2 separate regions of the Mus musculus genome follow, and region 1 is linked to region 2. Evidence: chromatin contacts called from public HiChIP or PLAC-seq data. All regions are on one chromosome and are shown on one strand. The core of a region is the stretch at or near the end of the contact, and the rest is flanking DNA. Distances in the headings are between cores, read along the strand shown.

What was found. HiChIP or PLAC-seq counts read pairs in DNA pulled down with a chosen protein or histone mark.
Region 1: an Esrrb HiChIP or PLAC-seq map of embryonic stem cells shows a contact between it and region 2, with 16 times the contacts expected there. The contact joins two enhancer-like sites. A contact is called at or near these places in 1 of 484 Hi-C or Micro-C datasets (embryonic stem cells), 5 of 115 datasets of contacts at active chromatin or transcription factors (all in embryonic stem cells) and 1 of 9 other capture datasets (embryonic stem cells).

The regions. Positions count from the first base shown.
Region 1 is chr11:13,137,834-13,145,122 of GRCm38.p6, forward strand. No RefSeq gene overlaps it. Among named protein-coding and RNA genes, the nearest start is that of Gm22789, 450 kb to the left of the region's middle. Within about 2 kb of position 5,113, at least 3 of the 459 cell types and tissues checked have an H3K27ac peak or open chromatin away from gene starts, as enhancers often do. A contact at or near this core is called in embryonic stem cells, where this site is marked.
Region 2 is chr11:12,806,456-12,813,189 of GRCm38.p6, forward strand. No RefSeq gene overlaps it. Among named protein-coding and RNA genes, the nearest start is that of Gm22789, 120 kb to the left of the region's middle. Within about 2 kb of position 4,931, at least 54 of the 459 cell types and tissues checked have an H3K27ac peak or open chromatin away from gene starts, as enhancers often do. A contact at or near this core is called in embryonic stem cells, where this site is marked.

The DNA of each region.
Region 1 (7,289 bases), core at 3,863-6,362, 330 kb after region 2:
GAAACATCTATTTGAGAAATTGGAAACCTGTAGTAACAAAACACACTGTGGCTTCTAAAACCCTTTGTACATAAACTCAAGGGATGTGATTTTCATGAATCTACACAGAGTAAAGATTGTTTCTTAAGCAGTTTCTGGGTTTTCATTTAACAGAAAACAGAAAAGCCTGCTCAGCTCAGGGGAAATTCGTTGTGTATTGTTGCATAAGTGTTGGGCTGATACCAGGAACCTGCTAAGCCCTTGATAATTTTTACATTCTCACCTAGAATTACTGTTAATATTTCCAAGTCTGTGTATCCCAAAGTGATGCATCATTCTGATAGTCCCCTGAAGTCTTGGCTAGGTCAGTAGGCATCATGGTATTAACAAGTCAGAACACTTAGTATACCAGTTTATTTGTACAGTATATATAGAAACAGTTAACCTACTGAGCATAACAAAATGCTCTAGGAGGGTAAAGCTATGGAAACACAACGTTACCTCTTTCTGAAAGAGGAGAGGGATTGCACTGTGACACAGCCACTTGGCACTGGCCATGGCCACGGAGGGAGAGAGATGAGTATATAGAAGGTGAGGCCTCACAAGACATAAAAAGAGGACATAAATCTCCACAAGTACTTGCCTTTGCAAACATCTTCTAAAAGCCTGAAAAAAGTAACACTGGTTGTTGTATTTGAACTCATTCCCTTAAAGATCATATGCTGGAAAATTAATTCCCAATACAATGGTAAAACATGATTTTTTATATGAATTTGTTCCTTTCTCAGGGATGGGTTAATTCTCATAGCTAGTTATAAATTGAGGCTGTTGTAAATTGAGCCAACCCCTAATGTTTGCCTCTTTCACTTGCTTTAGTTTACTCTTGAGCTAATACTCAGCATAAAATATACCCATTATTTCAAATACATTTATGAATAATAGCTTTATTTTATCTATGCCAGTGAGTAAAATTGAAAGGAAATTCTACTTCCATGGTCTTTATAGGACAATAAGATAGGGAAAGGCTCCATAAATCTATCCATAAATAGGTAGCACAAAATATTTAAAATTAAAAAAAAAATCAAAAGCATTAAAAGGTAATATCTGCTGTAAGAAATTAAGGCTGGCAAGTACGGTTGGAATTGCTGGCATGGCCATGAAAATCCCTGAGAAAAGGAAACTTGTGTGGTGCAAAGTGGAAAAGTATATAAAGGAACTTGAAGATGTCCAGGAAGAGAGACAACAAGAAGTATATGTGGAGCCCTCAGCCTGCAGGCTTCATTCAGGCAAAAGAATAAGTAGTAAGGACAGAGCATGGGGGCAAACTCAGGCAATAGCCAGAGAGACTAGAGGGAGGCAGATAAAGCTGAGATCCAACAAATATGTTGCTCTTACAAAAGGTAAGGGTTCTTAGAGTACTCACAATGGCAGGCAGTTATGATCACCTTGTGTCACAAATCAATCTATATTTTAACAATCTACCATGCCCCATACTACTGCCATAGAAGAGGCAAGGGAGAAGGTAAAAGAATGACAGGAGCCATCTTCAGATTAGAGGCGGAGCCAGAATACTCCTCAAGGAGAAGCACATTCTCTGGATGTTTTTATTCTCTGCTACTTACCTGGATAGAATGTGAGGAAAGTCAAGGACATTCCCATGTATTTCGTTAATCAAAACAAATTGGGAATATAGAGTTGAGAATAAAGCCTGATAGCTGGCAAAGCATTCATGAGTTGTTGGTTTTGATCCTTAGTACAACAACAAAAGAAAAAAGAAATTAATTGAGATCTGCCAGCTTTCTTAGGGCATCATTATGATGAAACTGCTGGTAATAGCACTTGACACATAAACCCAGTGACTTGAGTTTGATTCTTGGAGCCCATTGAAATAATGGAATGATGAAAATGACTCAACAATGTTGTTCTTTGACCTCTTCATATTAGCCATGTGGCATATGCACTCACAGACACATATATCATGTCTATTCATGCATGGATGCACAGGTTTGCATGTGAGCATGCATACACATGTGCAAACACACACACACACACACACACACACACACACACACACGACAAAAACATTTAAGTACCTTTAACAAAGTCCGCAAAACTAAGCAGTAGAGTAGCGATCTAGTGAAAATGCCCAGAGTTAAAACTAATATATATGCAATCTCAGGGATAGGTAATCTAACATGATCTGTAACTGAAGACAATTCTGTTATCTAGGCTACCCATATGTATATACATAAACATATATTTCTGGTGGGCAGGTGGTATTTAAAGCCATGAAACTAATGGAAGGTAACTGAATGAGAAACATTGCAGAAAAGGCTCAAAGCAAAATAATCTGGGAAATGTCAATATCAAGAAGTCAACAAGATAAAATAGTTATAGATCTTGAGCGATAGTTTAACCTGTTGCTTTTCTACAACTACAAGTCAATTGACTTAGTTATATAGTTTTCATCCCTTGTTTTCCTCATTTTTCTTTTGATAGAATCTATGTATTCCACATTGGCCTTCAACTCACAATGCTCTCACCCCATCTTCCCAAGTGCTGGGATTAAATAAATATGTTACCATGCCATATTTATGATTACACGTACAAAGTGTTTGGCACGATACCAAGAGTAGAAGTTAGTGTGAGGGCGATGATGTTTATTATAGTGATGATCATCATCAAGACCTAGATCTTGATGCTCTAGAAGTAAGGAGAAATCCACTACAGCTAGTGATAGATGGGTACAAAGACAGAAACAAAGACAATAAGAATATATCATCTGCCCTATTTTGTGATTATTGCTTGGATTGAATGTTTTAAGGATTCAATGACATATATGTTTCTATACAGTGCTATGGGAAGGAAAATATAAAACTCAATGTACAAATGCAGAAACCCAGTCTTATTAGGATAAGTTCATTATTCTAAAACTTTGTATATATTAAACAAACTCAAATCCCAGAAACATTGTAAAGTCAAATACCAGTCACTCCTTGTTGGGAGCCGCCCCCACATTCGCCGTCACAAGATGGCGCTGACATCCTGTGTTCTAAGTGGTAAACAAATAATCTGCGCATGTGCCAAGGGTATTTCTCTACCCCATGTACTCTGCCTTCCCCGTGGCAACAACTCGGCCATGGACTGCAGCCAATCAGGGAGTGATACGTCCTAGACAAAGGATAATTCTCCTTAAAGGGGACGGGGTTTCCGCCATTCCCTCTCTTGCTTGCGCTCTTGCGCTTTTGCTCTCTGGCTCTGGCTCTTGCTCGCTTGCTCCTAAAGATGTAAACAATAGAGCTCTTGCTCTGCGCTCTGGCTCTCTGGCGCTCTGGCGCGCTGGCGCTCTGGCTCCTAAAGATGTAAGCGGGGGGCTTTCGTTTTTGGGGCTTGGGGCTTGTGCTCCTGGCTCCTAAAGATGTAAGCAATAAAGTTTTGCCGCAGAAGATTCTGGTTGGTTGTGTTCTTCCTGGCCGGTCGTGAGAACGCGTTTAAGTACTCCTCACCAAAGCCAAAGCTCTTCCCACTATGTCTGTCATCTCACATTAAGTAAAAGATAGTCTGTGGTTTCAGATAATTACAGAATAGTGTCTTTGTTTTATGTGGGGCATTATTCAAAATGATAAAGGAAGATGACTCTTTTTCTCTCAAATTTGAAACTTAGTGAATTTGCTTAATTTGAGGTCTATATTTTACATTCTTAATTAAAGTTAAGTTAGCAGAAATTTTTATCTGGGACAACTTTCATTTTAAAAACATTTCTTTTCCAATGAGAACAAAAGTAGCTTGGGGGAAAAGAGCTATCAATGAATTTTGATAATATTTTAGGCATAATCTTATACCATTTAAACATTGATTTTAAAGTTCCAACTTCACTAAGTCATTGGAATATATATATATACACTTAGAGAGAGAGAGAGAAGTTGATGAATTATTCAGATGACTTGAAGTTATTAATACATTTCTAACATGGCTTCAAGTACATTAATTACTTCAAAGGCAATAATATATGAATGGGTAGGTTAGTGATATAGTCAAAATAAAGTTATAAAATTCCTGTGTGATTTAAAAATTCATTATTTTAATTGACTTCCTGCATCATTGTCAGAATAGCCATATATGTAAATAGCACATGTAGCTCGGCAGCCAGAACTAATGTAGCTGAATTTTGTCCTTGCCATACACCAGATTTTTGTGATTTGACATACTCTATCAGCTGTCACAACCTTAAATAGTAACATCACTGTGAAAACCTGGATAACAGACAAGTAGGTCTACAGATATTTCACATACAGGATGCCTGCTACTAAGGGAAGAAGATGTCAAGTCAGTTTTCAACATGAACCCTTGAATGGCTTTTCAGAGAAAATAATTACATGGATGCTTAGAATTCACACATTTCATTTGAATTTCATGCCACATGCTTGTGGTACACCAAGAGTTGGCTGTTTTATATACTGTGTCCATCATTGATATACTTTATTATGATGATGTAATCTATCATTTTGTCTTAATATACAAATATTTACATAATTGTATTTATTTTATTAAGATGTAGGTGTGTGTATGTATATGCAAGTGAGGGTATTCATGGGAATTATAGAACTCAGAGAACAACATTTAGAAATTAGTTTTCTCCTTTCACTGTGGGTTCTGGGTATTGAACTCCAGTTGTCTGGCTTGCATGGTAGATACTTTTATCCAGTGAATCATCTCTCGAGTTCAGTTTAATCTTTTTACGATTTAAGATGTGACAACGTAAAAACACCCATCTAATAATCTGCAATTGTTAAAAATAAAAGGGCGATCTTGGGGGCAAACTCCACAGAGGGTCCCAAAGTCCCCAGAGGACTCTCCACACTACAGGAACCCTAGCACACTGAGGAATGTGATATCACTGGTGAGTGGAACTCAACATCTATTCCAAAAAACCCAGAGGGTCTTGTGCTAGCAGCAACAGGGTCAAAGGACAAAGGCAGGCCCTAGCACACCCAGAATCTTGGGAACACTGAGACTCAGGAGAGCACGTGGGTGGCAGAAGCAACAGAGCTTCTTGGGCACGGTCCCTTGGGGCCTTCAACCTCAGCCAGGAGGCAGAGCTGAGACCCAGACCCCAGGGACCATTCCGTGCCAGAGGAAAGGTTGCCTGCAGGGAGTGCTCTGACCACTGGGACTCAGGAGAGTGTTGGACTCACAGGAGTATTGACAGAGGATAAGAATCACAGGAGGAACAAGCTTCAGCCAGAGACAGCTAGAACATCTAACACCAGAGATTACGAGATAGTGAAAGGCAAATTTAATAATCTTACTAACAAAAACCAAGACCAATTGGTATCATCAGAACCCAGTACTCCCACTAGAGTGAGTCCTGGATACCCCAACAAACCTGAAAAGCAAGATTTGGAATAAAAAAATTCATGATTCTGGTAGAGGATTTTAAGAAAGGCATTAATAACTCACTAAAAGAAATATAAGAGAACACGCTAAACAAGTGGAAGTGCTTAAAGAATTACAGGAAAACACTGCTAAACAGGTAGAAGTTCTTAAAGAGGAAACACAAAAAAATCCCTTAAAGAATTACAGGAAAACACAACCAAACAGGTGATGTAATTGAACAAAACCATCCAAGATCTAAAAATGGAAGTAGAAACAAAGAAGGAAACCCAAAGGGAGACAACTCTGGAGATAGAAATCCTAGGAAAGAAATCAGAAACCATAGATACGAGCATCAGCAACGGAATACAAAAGATGGAAGAAAGAATCTCAGATACAGAAGATTCCATAGAAAACATGGATGCAACAATCAAAGAAAATGCAAAATGCAAAAAGATCCTAACCCAAAACATCCAGGAAATCCAGGACATAATGAGAAGACCAAATGTAAGGATAAGTAAAGATGAGAATGAAGATTTTCAACTTAAAGGGCCAGTAAATATCTTCAACAAAATTATAGAAGAAAACTTCACTAACCTAAAGAAAGAGATGTGCATGAACATACAAGAAGACTAGAGAACTCCAAATAGACTGAACCAGAAAAGAAATTCCTCCCAACACATAATAATCAGAACAACAAATGCACTAAATAAAGATAGAATATTAAAAGCAGTAAGGGAATACTGTCAAGTAACATATAAAGGCAGACCTATTAGAATTACACCAGAATTCTCACAAGAGGCTATGAAAGCCAAAAGATCCAGTACCGATGTTACACATACACAAAGAGAACACAAATGCCAGCTCAGGCTACTATACCCAGAAAAACTCTCAATTACCATAGATGGAGAAACCAAGGTATTCCATGATAAAACCAAATACACACAATATCTATCCATGAATCCAGCCCTTCAAAGGATAATAAAGGGAAAACACTGACACAAACACAGAAATTACACCCTAGAAAAAGCAAGAAAGCAATCCTTCAACAAACCTAAAAGAAGACAGCCGCAAGTTCAGAATCCCAACTCTAACAACAAAAATAACAGGAGGCAACAATAATTTTCCTTAATATCTCTTAATATCAATGGACACAATTCCCCAATAAAAAGACAGACTAATAGACTGGCTACATAAACAGGACCCAACATTTTGCTGCATACAGGAAATTCACATCAGGGACAAAGACAGATACTACCACAGAGTAAAAGGCTGGAAAACCATTTTCTTGCAAATGGTCCAAAGAAATAAGCTGGAGTAGCCATTCTAATTTCGAATAAAATTGAGTTACAACCCAAAGTTATCAAAAAAGACAATGAAGGGCACTTAATACTCATCAAAATTAAAATCTACCAAGATGAACTCTCAATTCTGAATATCTATGCTCAAATTGGAAGGGCAAACTTATTCATTAAAGAAACTATAGTGAAGCTCAAAGCACATATTGTACCTCACACAATAATAGTGCGAGATGTCAATGCCCCACTCTCATCAATGGAAAGATCCTGGAAGCAGAAACTAAACAGAGATACAGTGAAACTAACAGAAGTTATGAAACAAATGGATTTAACAAGTATCTACAGAACATTTTATCCTAAAAGGAAAGGATATACCTTCCTCTGAGCACCTCATCGCACCTTCTCCAAAATTGAACATACAATTGGTCACAAAATGGGCTTGAACAGATATAAAAATATTGAAATTGTCCCATGCATCTTATCAGATCACCATAGATTAATGCAGATCTTCAGTAGTAACATAAATAATAGAAGGCCAACATTCCTGTGGAAGCTGAACAGCAATCTACTCAATGATATCTTGGTCAAGGAACAAATAAAGAAAGAAATTAAAGACTTTTTAGAGTTTAATGAAAATGA
Region 2 (6,734 bases), core at 3,681-6,180:
TTTTTGCCTGCATATAGGTCTATGTACAATGTGCATGTCTGGTTCCCACCCAGGCCTGAAGAGGGTTCCAGATGCCCTGGGACTAGAGGTACAGACTGTTTTAGGCCATCATGTGGGTGCTGGGAATCAAATTTAGGTCCTCTAGAAGAGCAGACAATGTTCTCAAGTGCTGAGCCATTTCTCCAACCAGAGAAAAAAACTTAATTTTGATACTAACATTTCCTGCTTGCTTCACAGAGAAGCATGGTGTGTGTAACTTTTTCATCGTCTGCAGTGACACTGCCTGGACACCTTTGAATGGACAGCCAGTGGAATGAGTGGGCAGGAGAGATGCATGGTTACCTTAGCCGGTTGGATATACCTGAAGGGTAGGTACAATTACAATTTTGTTGAGCTGTAGAAAATATCTTCCACCTATTCCATGTTGCTGCCATTCTCTCTAGGTGCATTCATATCCAAAGCTACTCAGAGATCAGGGACAGAGTTGAAATTCCTAGAAGAGTTAGGTTGGAAATAACATAAGAGAAATCTACTTAGGAGAGCCTTTCCAAATCGTGGGCCCATTTGTCTGAGGTGCTTCTTAGAGAATTTGAGTTAAACAGGGAAGATTCCTGACACTAAGAAAAGTATCATGTAGGTGAGAAAAGTGAAGGCAAATGTGAGTAGAGTGTATGGTATCAGCTCAAGGAGAGAGAATGACAGCCAGGAATCCATCCTTCTTTTTTTTGCAGTATGCTTAGGACCTTGTGAGCCACAGGAAACCAGGTAGTATTTAATGGACTCACAGGTAACCACATGTACCTGGATCTCTCAACATGACACATATCAGCTCTTACAACACACAGGAACCTTAGGTTTCCCTTATAACCATCTCCTCCAGCTCTCAAGCCAATGTAGCTTGCAATGCTATCACATGATTTTTTAAAAAATTTATTCTCTAGAAAAAAGGGGAAGACCTTACTCAGAAAGCAGGTTTTCTGGCAGGGGGAGAAAATTGGGTTCAACCTAGGTATAAATAGAGGCATAATTAACTTGCCCACTGAAGGTCCTACAGTAATCCCCTTACCTAGCTGGGTTTTGCAAAACTGGTCTGAACTAATGTCTGTGGTGTGGCCAGTGTTTTCCCTAAAATGAAGCAGAATGTCAGTGCTTTCTGTCAAATAATAAAATATAGTTTCTGCTTGACCAGGCAGCGTAGAAAAACTGTTTACTGGACCTTTCAAATGTCACTAGGCACTCCCATGCTTCCCACAGTTCAAGCAAGAATGTGTTAAGAAACTTTTTGCCTAGGAAGTGGGGATGTGAGGTACTCAAGGCAGAAAGTCCAGCTTGTGTGGCTTTCTCCTCTTCAGACATATTCCTTTATGATGAGCAAAGTCTTCTCAGGCCATCCGACAGTTGCCCTTGGTAGCCGGTAGGCATTTTTGGGACTGAGGAGAGATGTGAAGCAGGCTGACAGTTGCTAGGGATGAGTGAGTGGAAAGAGATGAGATATATTTCCTGATGTTGTTATGGTAGTCATAGAGCCAGGCCCTTCACTTCCATCATCTTGATTCTTAAAGCAGCTTTGACAGATAAGTGCAGTTGTCTCTATGTAAGAAACCAAGAGATCACTGTGTTCTTCATGTATTCAACTTGCCAAGGCCACTCATTTGCATCGAAGGCTCATAGCTCAAGCAGAGGCCACTCATTTGTATTGAAGGCTCATATAGCTCAGTTCATTCCCAGATACATCTGAAGGTTCCCACTAACTGAAGAGTCCTGAGAAACACAAAAGAGGAGGAGACAGACTCCTCTTATTGCCCATCCTTTATGGCTTACCTGTGTAGTGTATGTCTTTAGTTTTCCTGGGGGCTGGAGGCCTCATGTGAGCTGGGTATTGCTAGCTAGGCCACAGGTTCAAACATATGCTTTTAAAATCTGTGTTCAACAAACCAACAGCCTTTGTGAGCTTTAAAGTCCTCAAAGCAACTTATAATTGGGTGGCCGTAGACAGTATCTTGGAATCTGTATCTAATATACAGCTGACTGAATCAGCTGTCAATGTGGAAGGCAAAGTGGACATACTCTTCATAATTCCTACCTCAGAAAGATGCAGTGTAGATTCATTTCATCATGAATCTCGAATCTCATCTTGTTTCGAATTCAGGGCAGTCAAGATGTAATTTGTACCAGAGAAGGCTTAGTGAAAAGTCGGTTACTTCCTATCCCAGCCTTCATTCTAACCCAGGGACACTGTGAACTTTATGTTTGCAGTTTATTTAGAGATAATAAGATAATATGGTTCTCACCTTCCTGTGCCTTTCTAGTATAAGAAACACACACAATAGTATGGAGCCTGTAGTTCTTAGTGAGCCCAGACCCTTCCTCATGGCAGAAAACAGGGCTGTGGCACTCAAAACACATGCCTGTGAAGCCTGAATTAGTACCTGTAACAGAGCTTCTCTACAAATGGATCACCAAAAAATCGATAGCTCCTCAGCCACTTAAAATGACGAAAAGCTCTTCTTGAAGAGAGCCAGGAATCTCTGACAGGTTTTCACAACCCTGAAAATTAGAGTTGAGTTTCCATCTGCATCCATGACATTGATTCCTTGTGTACAGGGCAGCTACAGGAGCATGGACCCACTATACAGCGAGGGCAAAGCAGCACATCTTTTGAGACCTGCCTCTTGCCTCTGCCCTTACTGAAGTCATACTGATAAGATGGAAATGTACATGGAAAAGTTGTGGCTGTAGATCTAGGGATCGACAAACAAGATGCCCAGAATGTATGAGGCTGACCTTATCCATACAGTGATATACCAAGCAGCCATTAAAGGAAATACAGAAACTGTTCAAACACTTGCAAAAAAAAAAAAAAAAAAGGTATGAAAGATTTGCTGTTAAAATAATGACAATGGGACCAGAGGGTAGGTAAGGGAGCTGAGTTTCTTCATTTGCACATTACTAATGACGTTTGTGAGTGGTTGGGGCTGAAGGACAGATGTGGAATTTAAAGTCCACTGCTTCTTTTCATGACTATTTTTAATTTTGTACCATGTGACACAAATGCAAAAGGAAATTGAGAACATTTTAACTTTGTAGTAACTTGGTACTTAACTGGTGTTGAAAAGTAGCAGGTAGGGAAGGCCTAGGACTGGGAGGAATTGATCCTTAAAGTGTAGCTTGGGTTGCAAGGAAACAAAGTAATATCTCTACTGTCTCTCTGAGGTTGTGTGTATAATTGAGGGGCAATCATGACAAGAATTGGCTTGTAAAATTTGAGCACTGTTTTAAAATAGTGGATCTGGAATAGTCAGCAGATTTTATTGAGCCTGATTTGCACATAATCTGGAAGCTAGATATTTTCCCCAGAAATCTTTTAAGAGTGCTCATTGCATCTATTTTCATAGGATAGTAGTGATTGGAGGAAGTGACATAGATTTGGAATACCTCAGAAAAGGAAGTTGAATGTAAGATTCAGCATGAATTAAGCACAGTATAGAATCAGCTAATAGACACCGAGAGTGGATTGTTTCTGAAAAATCACTGAAATAGAACCATGGATTTTTTTCTTTACAGAATAGTTATTATTTTTCATTTGTTCTCTCTAGCTGAGAAAACTACATTTCTACATTCTTTCCACTGGATACTACCAAAATCCACTTAGCAGTTGTAATTGAAATTGATCACTCAGATGGCACAGTATACAAATGCTGCTTTTCTAAAGTGGCTAAGGAAACACTTTGGGGTCATATGTTCTTCCAAAAACTTTCCTTTTGCTTCTTAAGACAAAGACCTGATGCGCCTGAGTGGGCTTGAGACCCAGAAGTGTCCTCCAAAATTGGGTCGAGGGAGGGCCTAGGTTTCACCTGGTTTGTATTCTTGTTCTCTCCGTCTCTGTCTCCATTTTGTGTCAGTCTCTTCTCCTCCACTCTGCATGTGTGTTTGCACACGTGGCCATGCACATGTGGTATCTTCTTCTTTTGTATGTTTTTTTCTGTATGTCTGGCCCTCTTTGGATATTCAGTCTGTCAAGCTGACAACCCCATTGTGATTTATTTGAAGAGCCTCAGGCCACAGGAGAGATCATAGATAGATGTTCCTAGCAACAGCTTTGGCTGACTTAATTAGAAATAACCATAATAACCACTGGGATATGATTGAGGAGAAGGTCCATCTCACCCTTCAGCCATTCCAAGATCATCAAATGTATCAGGGATTCGCTGTCACTTCAGTAAATCTCAGAATGCTGACTCATAGACAAAACCAATGTTGTTGATTTGACTGGACCACAGAAAACTGGCTGCACTGTGTGGGACAGGGGCTGAAGAGGGAATAGAGCACTGTAGTAGGGTCTAGGGAAGTACTGTTAAACTGCCCCTTTTACTTCTGGAGGACTAGGGAAACCACAAACCCTTGTTATGCACGGGGGCTGGGGGTAGCTGCGCTGATGTATGGTGAGCTTCTCTGGGTTTAAGGCAGCTAAGTGGCTTCATCCATCATATAAAGTATTCTGTGCCTATACTTTATAGAAGGCTCAATTGCCGCACTTTCAAGCACTGCAGAAGAATATAAAGCCATAGATAATTTTAATTGTCTTTGTTTACTTGCAGTAAGTCAGGCTATCGAGTATGGTTCCCTAGCCCTTAATCATTTTTAAGCACTTACATAACATGCATGTGAGGACCCTTTCCAGACAGGCTCGAGGTTCCTCGTCTTCTCCCTCAGGCTTCCCCCTTCCCTGTCCTACGCAGTGACTTGTATTTTGCACACACGTTTTTCACTTTTCATGGTAGTTCAGAATCTTAAGAGCAGGAGTTCATTCCTGGCCACTCTCCAGGACACTATACTCCTGGGTTGATGATTCTCACAGAAGACGCAGACATGAAAGCAACAAGGCTTTCTTGGTCACCTGGGTGCCTGTCTTTAGGGAGTTTGGCCTGTAGGTGGCAGTACGGTCTTGTTTTGCTCCCTGCTGGTAACTCCTGCTTTAACTCAAAAAGGGATCCAATAGATTTTCCCTCCCTGAAATCTTTATGGTTTTCCCACCTTCCCAGAGTCAGGGCTGATTCTTATCTCTCAGTATTAGAGCTCTGCCAGACACTACAGGAGTTCTGGGTGTGGGAGAAAGCAGGCACAGCCTGGCAGAGAAGAGAATTGTGAAGTGGAATCTGATGTGGAATGAGAGAGAAGCGCGTGGGTTGGGAAAGTGCTGTTACTTTCCCAGTCTGTGCTTCATCAAGGAGCTGAAACAAAAGCCAGGGTGGAGTTAGTGAACCCGAGCTCACTCTGAGCTGCCTAGCTCTGTTCTAGCTGAGTCAGTAGTGGCCACAGTAGATCCAACTTTAACAATTACATCAAGGATCCCAACAAAGGAACCAGACTGGGAGGAGACAGTCCAGCCACCATGTCAGCCTCCTCCTCTCTTGGGGAGTGTCTCTTTGTTCTGGGATGGGGGTGGAGTTTGGGTAGGTGTTCCAAGCAATTGACAGTTCACATCAAGATCTAGCCACACTGTGTACACAAACTCTGCTCCTGGAAGTACTTCTTTTCTGGGCAATAACTTTCCCATAAGAACTTTGAAAATCAAACATCATCTTGACCTAGTGAGAGCTAAACTTACCTTGACTTTAAAGGCATAGTATTTTTCTTGAAATTGGGCAGGACAAGGAAAAGAACAAAAAAATAACTGAATTGTAACATGAGTAACCTGAAAAAGCTCATGATGTGTGGTTTACTAGAAAGATCCTACTGACCTAGTGGGGGGTCCAGGCATGCAGATGACTCAGGCAACACTTTTCTAACATTTGCATACACACTGTTAGGGTGTGGCCACTACTAGGGAAGGTGTCCTTCCATTTTGCCTTTAGAAAGGTTACCAGAAAGCAAAAAAGAAACAACAGTTGGACAAGAAGAAACCAATTTAAATTCCTTCTTAAGTAAAAGTAAATATTCTAGGAACCTCATGCATACCTATGTTTGCTGAGGACAACCGGGGAGTGGCCATCTCACAGTGGCTGAAAGGCTTTTGTGGTTTTTGTGATCATTGAATTGGCTAGGTTGAGCATATTGGTTATACCCAGCAGCCCTGCTTAGGCATCTTTGAGTCATACTAAGTCCTTGTGGGAGGCTATTACCAAGTGCTAATGCATCTGTCCTGACATCAACTCCCACAGCATGAGCTGACAAATGGCCACATCACCATCTCTTTCCCTCCGTCTCACTAAAGGCTGCTAAGAAGCATGAGACTCGCAGAATGTTGCTTGTTATTTTCTTTGTCTATCTTGGTAGCTAACCATTTATTTTCTTTTCTTAGACCCTTTGGATGTTTCAGAGTGCACACCTCTCTGATGTCCAGAGATATTGTAAGCCACTGATTTTTGCATTGGCACAGTTAGGCTCTGAGTCTGTTAGCTACAGTTGCTAGGCTGAGTCCAGCTTCATGTCACAAAGAACTCTGTGAAAGCTTAAGTAAACACCATTAAGTCCCAAATGGATGATGACAATGAAATAGGCTTTAAGTTGGTAATAATGGGGTGATATATTTATTGTGCTGTATGAGAACTAGGACAAAGAACTGGACACATGTGATGGGTCATGGGCAATTGGTATTATGCAAACACTGCATGGAATAGGAAATGGGCTTTGCCTTCTTCTTAGAGGCATGATGACAGGGCGGTAGAATTTGATGCCGTCTTGTAGAGGCAGGACAGTAGCCTGTGGTATAGTGATCTTGAGTTCTGCTTCTT